3 separate regions of the Mus musculus genome follow, and all the other regions are linked to region 2. The links are chromatin contacts, called in public promoter capture Hi-C maps. All regions are on one chromosome and are shown on one strand. Each heading gives the region's core, a stretch centred on a gene start, on an enhancer-like site or on the middle of the called end of the contact. The rest is flanking DNA. Distances are from core to core; before and after follow the strand shown. Region 1 holds the start of Omd (osteomodulin). Region 2 holds the start of Ippk (inositol 1,3,4,5,6-pentakisphosphate 2-kinase). Region 3 holds the start of Ogn (osteoglycin).

The links. Promoter capture Hi-C pulls out the DNA fragments that hold promoters and counts their contacts.
Region 1: a contact with region 2 is called in a promoter capture Hi-C map of embryonic stem cells, with 2.6 times the contacts expected there. The contact joins the promoter of Omd here to the promoter of Ippk in region 2. A contact is called at or near these places in 11 of 39 promoter capture datasets (the C10 cell line, the HPC-7 cell line, the SN4741 cell line and 7 more), 1 of 115 datasets of contacts at active chromatin or transcription factors (the SCID.adh cell line) and 2 of 9 other capture datasets (adipose tissue and liver).
Region 3: a contact with region 2 is called in a promoter capture Hi-C map of liver. The contact joins the promoter of Ogn here to the promoter of Ippk in region 2. A contact is called at or near these places in 17 of 39 promoter capture datasets (the 3T3-L1 cell line, 3T3-L1-derived adipocytes, the C10 cell line and 11 more), 2 of 115 datasets of contacts at active chromatin or transcription factors (the SCID.adh cell line and embryonic limb bud) and 2 of 9 other capture datasets (adipose tissue and liver).

What each region holds. Positions count from the first base shown.
Region 1 is chr13:49,580,035-49,583,981 of GRCm38.p6, reverse strand. Omd (osteomodulin) reads right to left here and starts at 1,520. Exons shown (of 3, transcript NM_001360708.1): 1 at 1,169-1,520. All of the region lies in intron 5 of Cenpp (centromere protein P), which reads left to right.
Region 2 is chr13:49,419,643-49,423,810 of GRCm38.p6, reverse strand. Ippk (inositol 1,3,4,5,6-pentakisphosphate 2-kinase) reads right to left here and starts at 2,569. Exons shown (of 13, transcript NM_199056.4): 1 at 2,345-2,569. The coding sequence starts at 2,425.
Region 3 is chr13:49,606,757-49,610,437 of GRCm38.p6, reverse strand. Ogn (osteoglycin) reads right to left here and starts at 2,423. Exons shown (of 7, transcript NM_008760.5): 1 at 2,312-2,423; 2 at 1,081-1,324. The coding sequence starts at 1,254. All of the region lies in intron 5 of Cenpp (centromere protein P), which reads left to right.

The sequences.
Region 1 (3,947 bases), core at 271-2,770, 160 kb before region 2:
TCTAAGCAGTCAAAGATCTATGGAATGAGTGACTTAAGTCACAGGTTATGGCTTGTTAGCAGTGCCTTTCTCTGTTAATGTTTATTTCTCTAGGCATTCACCATGCTGGTTTCTTTAGATGGTTAAAAGTTAGAGAACTTAGCTGTTATCTTTTGTACTTATTTCTATATAACAATATGTGATATTTCTTACTTATATTGTCTATTAGAAATATGAGAGATGAAGAAAAAATAAAGCAAAGCAACAATGTAAAATTTAAGAAATTATCCATTAATATGAATTTTGCAAATAACACAATAAGAGTTTCTTTATCATAACATTTCTCTTACTTGAAGAAAAACACTCATGTTTTTAAATGAATGTAGGTCCTAATCCAAATTAATAAAAGTGTTATAATTTACTTAGTTCTGGAAACTTAAAGGTAAAAGCATTGTAGCATGTCACTGTTTTAAAGCTCTTAACCGTTTTACTGATAGGCCATAGAAGCCAGGATATAAAGATCATCTGTACCTGTTAATTCTTGTCTAAGACAACTTTAAATTTAGTCTTTTGCTCTTTAAAAAAAGTGTGTCTCAGTTAAAATAATACATACATGCATACATACATACGTACATACATACATACATACATACATACATACATACATACACAATACATTTAAATCGTAATTAACTTAAACTTAAGAATCCTTTAATAACCAGACAAAATGTTCCTGTCTTGGGAATGATACAAATGAAAACAAACATTCTAAATCAGAAATTTGCCCAGTAGAAAAAATTACAACAAAGCATTTTTTTTTAGCAAAATTGTTTAGCAAATTTTTTGTCATTTAAAATTAAGAGCAGAAAAACAAACCCAAGAAACTAAAGAGAAATTGATTCCTTTAACCGAAGATTCTTTCCCTTTGTCCAGTTTTATTTTAAAAATAATCTAAACAAATATTGCTTATTGAGTCATTTTAAATCAGAAATTTAAACTCACCTTGCTGGTCTTTTTGCTTAAACATTTTGCTTAATCGAAATTTTAATTTAATTTTTAGTCAGATTTTGCTTCCCCGATTGCGCTTTTATGATAAGTGCAGTCTAATTTAATATTTAGCAACCCTAAGACACTTTTGTAACAGTAAGAATACATACTTTAAGAGTTGAAAATTACTTTATCATCATACCTGTTGAGATTGCTCTAGTTTCAGGGACTGATGAATTGGCAATCCTTTAACTGAATCAGAAATGCCTAAATTCTTTAGCGAAGTTTCTTAAAAATCCACAGTAACTCAGTGTGCAGACAGGGCTGTCCTTTGAATTACTGGAGCAATTTAAGTAAATACAATCTGCTTGGAAAACACTTGGGTTGAATTAAAATTTTGTACTTCTTTTCATTATACAGAATTTTGTGGATTCAAAGTAAGATGTTTGTGCTCTTGGTCAGATTTATGTGGCTAACTTCTTTCTTTTCTCCTTAATTTTGGTTTGAGGTGTGGCAAGAATTTTCTCTTAATATGAAAGGCAAACAAGACTAAATGAAACAACATGTACTGATTACTGTTTTTATTTTCATTTTTATGCCAAAGAATTCTTCAGATTAAAGTCCACTGTGACCTGGAGCCCAGTGTCTCAGCAATTTAAGGTGGAATTCAAAATTGTATCCGGTTCCTGGGTTGACAGAGGCTTGCATTCACATCAGTGCTTTCCTTTGACTCTTGACTAAGAATCAGAAGTGGAAACATACAGCATTTCACATCTAGTTTACTTTGAGAATGCAGTAGAGTGCATTGGTTTCACAGATTAAAGGCACAGCTTTCCCACTTATAAAGACTACTAATAACTTTTAAAGAGAAATGAATTCCCTCAGCTATGTATGCTAGTGCCTTGCCTTTCGGCTCAGTACACAAAATAATTTTATAGTCCACTTTGTCTTTAAGTGGGATCGAATAAAAGCCTCTGCTGCTCAGTCACTTCTTCTACCTTTTATTGTATGGATTTAGAAACTTTCTTCATTTGCTGAAGGAGCCCTCCTTAAGAGTTGCAGCTAGCAAGCCTGCTTACTGCAAGGCTACATTTTTGTGCTAATGTTTTCATAGTTAAACAGAGTTAGCTGTGTCTCTTGGCATCAGCTGTTGAGTTTTTTGGAAAGACATTCTTTCAAGCTTGAGAAGTTTTGGTTCTTCAAAACAGTGTTTTCTATTAGACTTTATAAGTAACCTAGAGGATTTATTTTAATGTTTCAGATTTAAGAAAAGTATATAGTATTTCAACGGTGCTTTGGCAACATTGTAAACATCTAGTCTATTACTCGAGACATTGGTATGTGAAATGTGGCAGACCGCACTTGGGCCAAGATTCCATTTAGTTACCGATCTTTTCCATATGTTTCCTATTACTGTCTTTGTTCTTAAACCTCAGGCTTTCACACTCGGGAGAAGAACAAATCTGTATGTTTTTCTCAAGCATTGTTTTAGTCCCCTTATAGTTCTTTTAAAAGATTAAGTTAAAATCAGCCACTTAATTTTTAAATATAATTCTTTATTAATTGTATGTTGTGGTCTTAAAATAGTGATTCTGTTGTTCTTGTTTCTAGATTAGGTAGGAAAATATATCACTAATACTAGAGCACATTTTTTGAAAGTCTAGAACCAGAAGTGGTGATGCACACCTTTAATCCCAGCACTTGGATAGTAGAGGCAAGCAGATCTTTGAGTTCCAGAACAGCCTGGTCATCAGGATGACCAGACCTACACAAAGAACCCCTGTTCCCCAAACAAAAGTGTTTCTAGAAAATTTAAAGGAGGCTAGCAGTGTATATGATGTTGCATTTGGCAGTGACTGAAAATGAAAGAGGATAGGCGAGTTTCTGATTACTGATTTCTTAGGCAACTTCATTGTACCAAATGGAGAGAAGTCAGATGAATTGGTTTTAAAAAGTTTAAATTATATGGTAGAGTTATGATTTTATTGAAACAGACACGGCATCTCAAAGCTTAACAACATACTAGTGCTGGCTAGGGAAAGCCTCCTGGTTCAGCCTAATTAATATAATAGGTAATTTTTCTCATTTATTTGTTCATTGTTCAGCTCTTTAAAAAAAATTAAGTACCTATTTGTGTAAAATAGTTTAAAATTGAGGACTCAGTAGTGAGAATCTTATTGTCATAGAGGAGATAAGTAAAAAATAAAAGTTTATTGAGTGGTCAGAGTATAGCAGAGAAGAAATCAAGGTAAAGGATAAAGATAAGTAAGGTAGAGAAGTGCAGATGGGCAGCTCTGCTCCTGCTGTCTGTGAGCCGGGGTGGAGCAATGAAGTTACCCTATGGTGGGTGGTGGGAGCCAAGCACTGCACTGATGAAATGGGATGTTAAAGGTAAGCAAGGGAAAACCAGTGCGAGTGGTTGATGGATTAGAGTGTGACACAGTAGTAAGAACTCAGGTTTAGATGAATGCACACACGAATGACTATACATGATGGGTTTTTATAGACATGTGTACATACACAGGTTAGAATACATGTGTACATAGCCTTGCTTTGAAGCTTCCAGGACATGTAATTAATTATATCCTTGTAGAACTGAGCTGGCAACCAGATCTTGGGTTTAAACACCATTCTAAATGAAAAGGAACTAGGGCTGTGCATGGGGGAAATGACTGATCTAGAAGAACTGGGACAAGGAAAGTGTAAAATGGACCTGGGACACTGAAAAACACCAAAAGAAGCTCTTTGCAAAGAGAGGGATCTGTGAAGGTCTGTACCTTCATCAGCTCAGTTTTGCAATGAACCTAAAACTGCTTTTTAAAACAACCAAACGAACAAATAAACAAGGAAGAAAGGATGCAATACTGTTTTAGATAACAGAATTTTAGATGTTAATAAATATTGTGTGGGAGTAAGCCAAGTCAGTGTCAGAAGAGAGGGACTAACATGGCAACAGCCCTGCATACAGATGAAGAACAGGA
Region 2 (4,168 bases), core at 1,320-3,819:
ATTCACCTACTTTCACAAATCCATCCACAATAAAATGACCATCTAAACTGTTTCAATTGGACATATAAGACAATAGTAAATTGCAAAACATAAACCCACAAATCAAAAATCCTAAAACGCAAAACTGAGACAGAAAGTGTGAGATGATCCCTACAGCTTGATGTTCAGCCCTAAATACTCCAGACACATGCCCCAGACACTACAGGCTCTAGAAATGACCTGAGGTTCTCCACTCGGTCTCTGAAAGGTTTTAAAACTAGACCAACATGCAATGGGCAGTTCTCTTCAAGTCTCAACAAAAGTTCTTTCTGGGCAGGTTAGTTAAATAACAAGTCTTTCACGATACCTTTGTCAAGAAGAAGGAAAACATGACAGCTCTGCATAATAATAGGAGTGGACATTGTTTGCCCTGAACCTCATGGCCAACACAACCCAAAAGGCTAGGTGCCCGGGACAACTGAGTAAGAGACTGAATGACAATGAAATGTACAGTGAGCTCACAAGACTCCAGAGCCAAAACCAACCAAAGGAAGGTAAAGGAAGCAAATGCAGCTGCCTCAGGACAGTTAAGCTGCAGTAGCCTTGAGGGAGGCCACAGGCTTCAAGTCACACCCTCAGGCTGCATGGAGGGCCACCAGTGCTAAAATGCAGCAAGTTCCTGCCCAAGAGCCCTCGGGGTCTATGCCTGAGCCTGTAGACAGGACAGTGACCAGGTGGCTGACAGCCTAGTGAGTGGGTCAGAGGGCTAGCTGAGCCAGGTGGACAGGGATTTAAGGTACCGTACCTGAGAATGGACAAACCGCAAAGCTGTCACAAATCACGACGTAACTCAGACTGACAAGTAACAGTGGAAACTTCTGGAGGTGTTGCTAGGGGTAGGGGAGACAGAGAACCCTGATACAACTCTTCTCTGTGAAACTGGCTAGCGGTCCACCTTCCTGCGCACCCAAGCATGCCCCATATACTCCTGCAGCCCTCACTGATCTCCTCTACCCCAAGACCCCAGGTCCCCAGAAGGCTCATTTTCTCTCTCAATCCGTCTGCACGTGGCAGTGACAGCACGGATGTCCAGTTCCCCCACCCCAGCCCAGCTCCTGCAGGATGGGCCTAAGGATAGCTGTGTATGCATGCTACAGAGGAGGAAGGGCTGACAGGGGACTTTAGAAGAGCTTTTCAACTCAGTGACTGATGCTCGATCAGAAAGAGTGAGCATGCCTGGGGAGGCTAGGTAAAAGCCTCCCTCTCTCCAGGACTGGATGAGACAGGCCTGGGAAGCTGAGCAGAGAAACAAAGCTCACCTGCTCTCAAAGGAGAAGGGGGACTACAGACATGCCCAGGACCGAAGGGAGCAGAGTTTCTCCACCCCACTTACATTAGCACTCCTTGGTCACAAAAGGCCTTAAAACACTTCCAAGAGGGGCCTTCTCCTCTTCAGTCTACATTCTGAACAAATACACCAGGAGGTCAGAGGTGCCAACTAGACACAAGACCCAAGCTCTAGGCTGCTCAACACTCAGTACAGCTCCATACAATCTGAACTTCAGAGAGACAAAAGTACATCCTATTCCTCTCTTCACTTTCCTAATGCAGCCTACTGCTTCTCAGTGGTGGAGGTGTGAATCACCCCAGCTCCCTGAGTTATTAACCTTCTCACATGACACCTCCCCGCCTTCTACTCCCCCAGCCCACCACATTCCTGCTAGCTTGTAATCAGGCAGCAAAATGTCAGAGAAATCTGGGGCTGCACACAGATCCATCCATATGCTTCTCTTCCTTTAAATTCGCCTCCTTGGAAAGGACTACATCTTCTGAAACCGCCTTTCAAGTTGAACGAAGGAGAAACCATTTAAAGTATATGATCGGGACGCGAACCTGTGGCAGCGCCCCGTTCCTGACAGCGCAGCAGCAAGGCAGAACACCAGCTCTGTGGTTTCTCGAGGCTGAACTCCACTCGGTGGGCTGACAGCACTCTGGGAACTTTCCCCTGTGCTGCCCAGGCCCTGGTCCAGGCTCAGCCTCTGGCCCACCGTTGCCTGACAGTAAGACGAGCATCCCGGGGGAGGCTGCACGGTGTGAGGCCACGCGGCACGCACAGCGCATGAGGAAAGAGTACTGACGGGACAGAGAGAACCGAGAAGGGACACTAGGAGGAAAGGGGAGCCAACGGAGCTAGGGGTGCCGGGGATGAGTATGGAGCAGAGGAGGGTACTGTGGGGGTGCCAGGGAACCACCCGGGCGGAAGCTGGAGGAAGAGTCACGACCTGGGTACCTGGACGGTACCAGGCACAGAGCTTCGGGAGCCGTCGGGTGAGGCCCGGAGCCGGGCTGCCCGCCAGCCGCTCACCTGCGCGTGGGCCACCACAAGGCTCTTGTTGCCTTCGCCATGGTAACTCCATTCATTCTCGTCCATTTTCCCCTCTTCCATGCCCCGGCGCCCTGGAACTTCGCGGGCCGGGACGTGGGGACGAGAGCTGGAGGCCGCCCGCCTCGCAGGGCTCCCGCCGCAGCCGTCTGAAGAAAAGCGCCTGTCAGCTGCCGCCTGCGCTCTCAGCGGCGGCGACTTGCAGGCAAGGAGCGCCGGAAGCCACGCCCCCGGCGGCCGCCATTCCCAGAACGGTCAACTTCCGGGTCCCGCCCACCTTACCCTCGACGTCCAGGGTGGTAGGTGGAGTGGAAGCCATATTATGTGCTGGCAGAGTGACTCACTTCCGAAACGCGGACCTGGGAACCGGAAGGGAGGTTTCCGGATCTGCTCCCGGACCTTGAGGCCGGCGGCTTCCTGGCGCCCCGAGTCCGAGGCGCTCACCCTCGCACTGTCCTAGGGCCACGGCTGGATCTTCGTGGGGCTGCAGTAAGGCGCCGGGCGACTCTGAGCCTCCGCTTACATCTGTAGAATGGGATGCACCTTCAATGGCCTTGCTCCGGCCAAGAGAGCCATTAGGTGGTGTTCACACTACTCCGGGAAACGTGGCGAGGAAACCTCACCGTGGAGCCTTTGCCCCAAGACATCCAGAAATGCAGATGAGGCAATAGACTCTCCCACCCCATCCCAGCAGAAAGCAATGACCTCAGTTTATCCTTTAATGCGGGGAAGATTGGCCCTGCCTGGTAGAGCTGCCTAAAGAATTATATGCGGTCCTTGTGCTCTTAAAAATGATTTGGGGCTGGACATGGTGATGCTCTCAGCATTCTGGATGTGGAAGCAAGAGATTTCTAGGAGTTCGAGACCGGCCAGGGTTACTTAGTGAGATCCTGTCTCAAACATAATTTTCATATTTGTGTTAAATTGTTTGGCCACAGCACTGAATATTGCTGTAACTGGTGTATGTGAAGAAAATCCAGCTTAATGCAGGCAGATAGTATGGGTTTTTTTGTGTTAATTTTTCCAAGGAAGACTGGGAAAAAAACAAAAAAACCTGTTCATTCTAAATAGGACACCAACAACAGACTGAAAGATCCTAATAGAATGTAAAAGGTCACAGAAGCCCTCAAATTGGCAAAATAGATTTCATTGTTAGTAAAAGTAGCTTCACTGATTTAGAAAAATAGAGGTGCACAATGCTCTGGCCGCGCCTTGAACCCGTGTGTCTGCCAATGTTCTGACCGTTCCTTAAACCCAGGTGTGTGCCCACTGCTGCACCTCACTGCGAGGTGTTTGTGATATTGGTTGCTGGGATAGAATCGAAAAATCTCCCCAGTAACCACAGCCGGGCCAATCCAGAGTTGCTCCACCTGCACCAGACTCTTTCCTTGTACCCCTCCCATACCCATTTCTTAAGAATAGACATTGTTTAGATCTGGAAATCCCCTACTCCCCCCTTCTCCTCCCCCCCCCCCCCCGTGAGGGCCTATAAAAACTGGGACCCCTTTCCCCTCGGGGTCAACTCCTCTACCCCTGCGTGGGATACAAGTCGTCCCCAGAGCTCTGGCTTTCCCCCCAATAAAGCCTCAGGTGGTTTGCATCAAGTTTGGTCTTTTGTGAGTTCTTGGGGGTCCGCTATTATCCCGAGACTTGAGCGAGGGGCTCCTCTCGGGGTCTTTCAAGACCACAGAAATGAATGTACCCAAGTATAGCTTGGTGAACCAAATGAATTTACAGGTCATGCTTAGAGGAGCATGGGTGAAGGGTTATTTATATTAGTGTGGAAGACCTCAAACCAGCTGCACT
Region 3 (3,681 bases), core at 1,174-3,673, 190 kb before region 2:
TCCACTGAGTTCTCTACACAAATACTGGTCCACATATTTATATTGATGAAAAACTGCTTAAAGCTCCATGCAGTTAACCAGAAAGCTTTAAGATTTAAGGAATTTTGAAAGTATCTTGCATTTGGTTGATAGACTCAGATCATTCCAGTCGGATAATAGGCAATGAGCTTTTTAACTTGAAGCTGTTGCTGGAGATACCTGTCTGTTTTGTCTTAACAGGGGGGCAGAAATAATACCAGTATCTTAACTCATTCACTTGGAAAAGAAGCTGTAGCATTAAAATTGGCTCATTGTGAGTTAAGAAGGGAAAATGTTTGGAATGGTTAATCTGAAAATCTGAAAATCTTCACTGTCTGATTTGTAGTAAAACAGAACTTTTAAAGTAGTGAATATTATTATGTATCTGACTGATTTTTTTCCAGTGTGTGGGGGCATGATACGCAGTGGGCAGCACATAGTTTTATGCTGTTAACATCACACACACACACACACACACACACACACACACACACACACACCAACTAATTGCTTTGCGCTGAAGGTTGGATGTGAGTGATGATAAAAGTCATAACTCAGTGACATGTCATTACAGGTCCTTGGTACAAATTGGTAGAGTGAAATGTGATTAAAAGTAAATCCCTATAGTAAGGAGTTTTTTATTTGTTGGTACTCTATGTGATTGGCATGCATAGCCAGTAAGTATTCTTACATTCATTTCCTAAGACTGGATTTTTCTGAATTCTATAAACATAAGCTGGTAATACATCTTTTCCTAATTTATTTATAACACGCAACTCTAGGATCTTATGTAGCATTATTTATATAAAGTTCAGCTATCACCTTAAAGTCTAATGTCTCTTAAATTTTAATTCAAAATTTAAATTAGATTTCCTGTAGATAGTTTTGTTTACCATAGTTATTATTAATTCAGGAATCATGCATACTTGAAAAATATAATTACTTTAAATTTTAAAGTGCCTTTTTCCTTCTGAACTTATCAAATATTGAGGTTAAGGGGGAAAGCATGCATTTAAATGGGTATCATTTTAAAATGTAAATTTAAAGTAGAAATAAAAATACCTTAATACTTTTCCCATCCAGGTATTTATCTTCATAATCCTGGCTAAATTTGGTTTCTTCAGAATTGCCTGTTGCATACTCATAGTTAACATGTGAGTCCAGCTGCGACTGTGGTGCTTGCTGTGTCAGAGGCACGAAGAGTAGCAGGAGAAATGTAGAGTGCACAGTCTCCATTTCAGCAGACACAAGGTGACTGAAGTTAGGAGTGACTGACCTGATGACTGTGGAACGAAACTCTTTTTCCCTGGAAGTAAGAATGTAGACCATGGAAGCAGTTTTTAAAAGCTTGGAGAATATTTTGGCAGGATGGATGCAGTATGGGCTAGAGAACAAGTATTTAACTCTTAGTAGTCCTTAGTTAGATACAGTGTTTTATGTGCCAGTGAAGATTCTGAAAAATTCAGAAAGTAGTTTTATTTCTTACCCATCAACAATTTTAAAACTGCTGGTAAGTTTATTAAATGTCAAATGTCTTGAGTAGGGGTACTTGTATACAGTCAAAATCTTCTCGGGGTACCTGCAGTATAAATAGTTAATACAAAGATCCATAGTCCTGTGTCATGTGAGTTAAAAATATCATATTTCAGCATTGCTGCTTTAAAGGAACTCTTGATTCATATTGATGTAAAAGAAGCAGTTCTGAGAAAAGGCTTAAAACTTAAACCTTAGGCTTAACATCATAAAAAGTAGACATTAACACTTTTGAGTGGTAGGGAATGTAGGAAAAAACATTTAATCTTTCTAGTTTTATAAATTTAACAGATTGTCACTAGTTAGCTAGTAATGTTGCCTTTTTAAGCTTAAAATATGAAAACTTCACCAATACCACTTCAGACTGGCGTAATTTAATAAAACGTTAAGTGAGGAACTTTGGAGAATGTACTGGAAAGATTCTTTGAGGCACACCAGTGAATTTTAACTGCTGAATACAGGCTCACTCAGACTTTTAGAAAACTACAAACAGACTCACTTGGAGGTGCTGATGCTGCATTTATAGATGCCAGTTTGTCAAAAATCCAGTGGTTGAGATTTCAAAATAAAATGAGTTTATAACTTTTTCTGCTTCTAGTTCTAACCTACATCTGTCTTATATAAAATGATATATGAAAGTATTGTTAGAAATTAATTATTCAGTGAAAATGAAACTTATACTACAGATTACATTTATTAACATTTTAGAATCATACTTTCACACACAGTATCTAAATTAACATGTGAAAAACAAGCCTACCTTAGTATCTGGTTGAAGTCCTTGTGGTTTTCCTCAATAGGTATTCATCCCTGTGCATTAGTCCCAAGTGAGAGAGTGAATGAGCAAAGCTGTGGAATTGTTTCAAACTGCTGAATAAAGTTTCAGGGCCCAACAGTTTAAATCCCATGTGGAATTCAACAGCAGATTCCATGTGGTGGAAATCTTTGCCAACATTCCTTCTCGGGGTGAAATGCAGGGTGTTACAAGAGAGAATGTGCTGAGGATATTTGAAACTGCGGCACTAGGGCAGCTGCAGTGTACTGCACTCGGGATCCCTTTTACCTTGTGCACGAATCTTTTAGTGAATATTAGTTTATAAATCTTTTTAAAATCAGGCCTTTATTTTTGTGCTTTTCTGGTATAGAAGATGCTTACTTTTGAATGAAATAAAACACCAAACTGAGCATAGTCTTTGTTCTTTTTTTTTTTTTTGTTTTTTTTGTTTTTTTTGTTTTGGTTTTTCGAGACAGGGTTCTCTGTGTAGCTCTGGCTATCCTGGAACTCACTCTGTAGATCAGGCTGGCCTCGAACTCAGAAATCCGCCTGCCTCTGCCTCCCGAGTGCTGGGATTAAAGGTGTGTGCCACCACACCCGACCCGTCTTTGTTCTTAATTTAATGACAACTAAGGATTTTTGTTCCCATAATATAATTAATACAATAAAAATGTATATATAAAGTGAGTTTTAAAACAAATTATTTTATAGATTTGTCCTTTAGGGTTGTTGTTGTTGTTGTTGTTATTGTTACTGTTTTTCTGGAGGGGGTCATTCATGCTAGGGTTTTCTGGAGGGGGTCGTTCATGCTAGGGTTTCTCTATGTAGCCTTGGCTGTCTTGGAACTCACTTTACAGAACAGGCTGGCCTTGGACTCAGAGATCTACTTGCCTCTGCCTCCTGAGTGTGGGATTAAAGGTTTGTGCCATCACTGCTTGGCTGCATTTTGGTTTTAAATTCCTTTTTTTTAGTTCATAGAATTGTGAAATAGCTTTTAAAAAGAAGTTTGATTCCAAAATTTTGTAGTAGCAAAAAATTTTACTGAATGAAATTTTATATTCAATTTTGGAAAACTAAAGTAGGGAGTGGGTGTAGTGGTAAACACCTTTAATTCCAGCACCCAGGAAATATAGACAGGTGGATCCCTGTTAGTCTAGTCTACACTGAGTTCCAGACCATCCAGAGCTACATAATGAGACCCTATCTTAAAAAAACAAGCAAGTAAACAAACAAAAACAAAACAAAACTGAAGTAGTAGCATAGATACCATGTAAGCATCTTTAAAGTCTCAAATACTTATAATTTTAACACTTGAGAGTGAGAGACAGAGGATAGAGAATTCAGGGCTAGCCTGG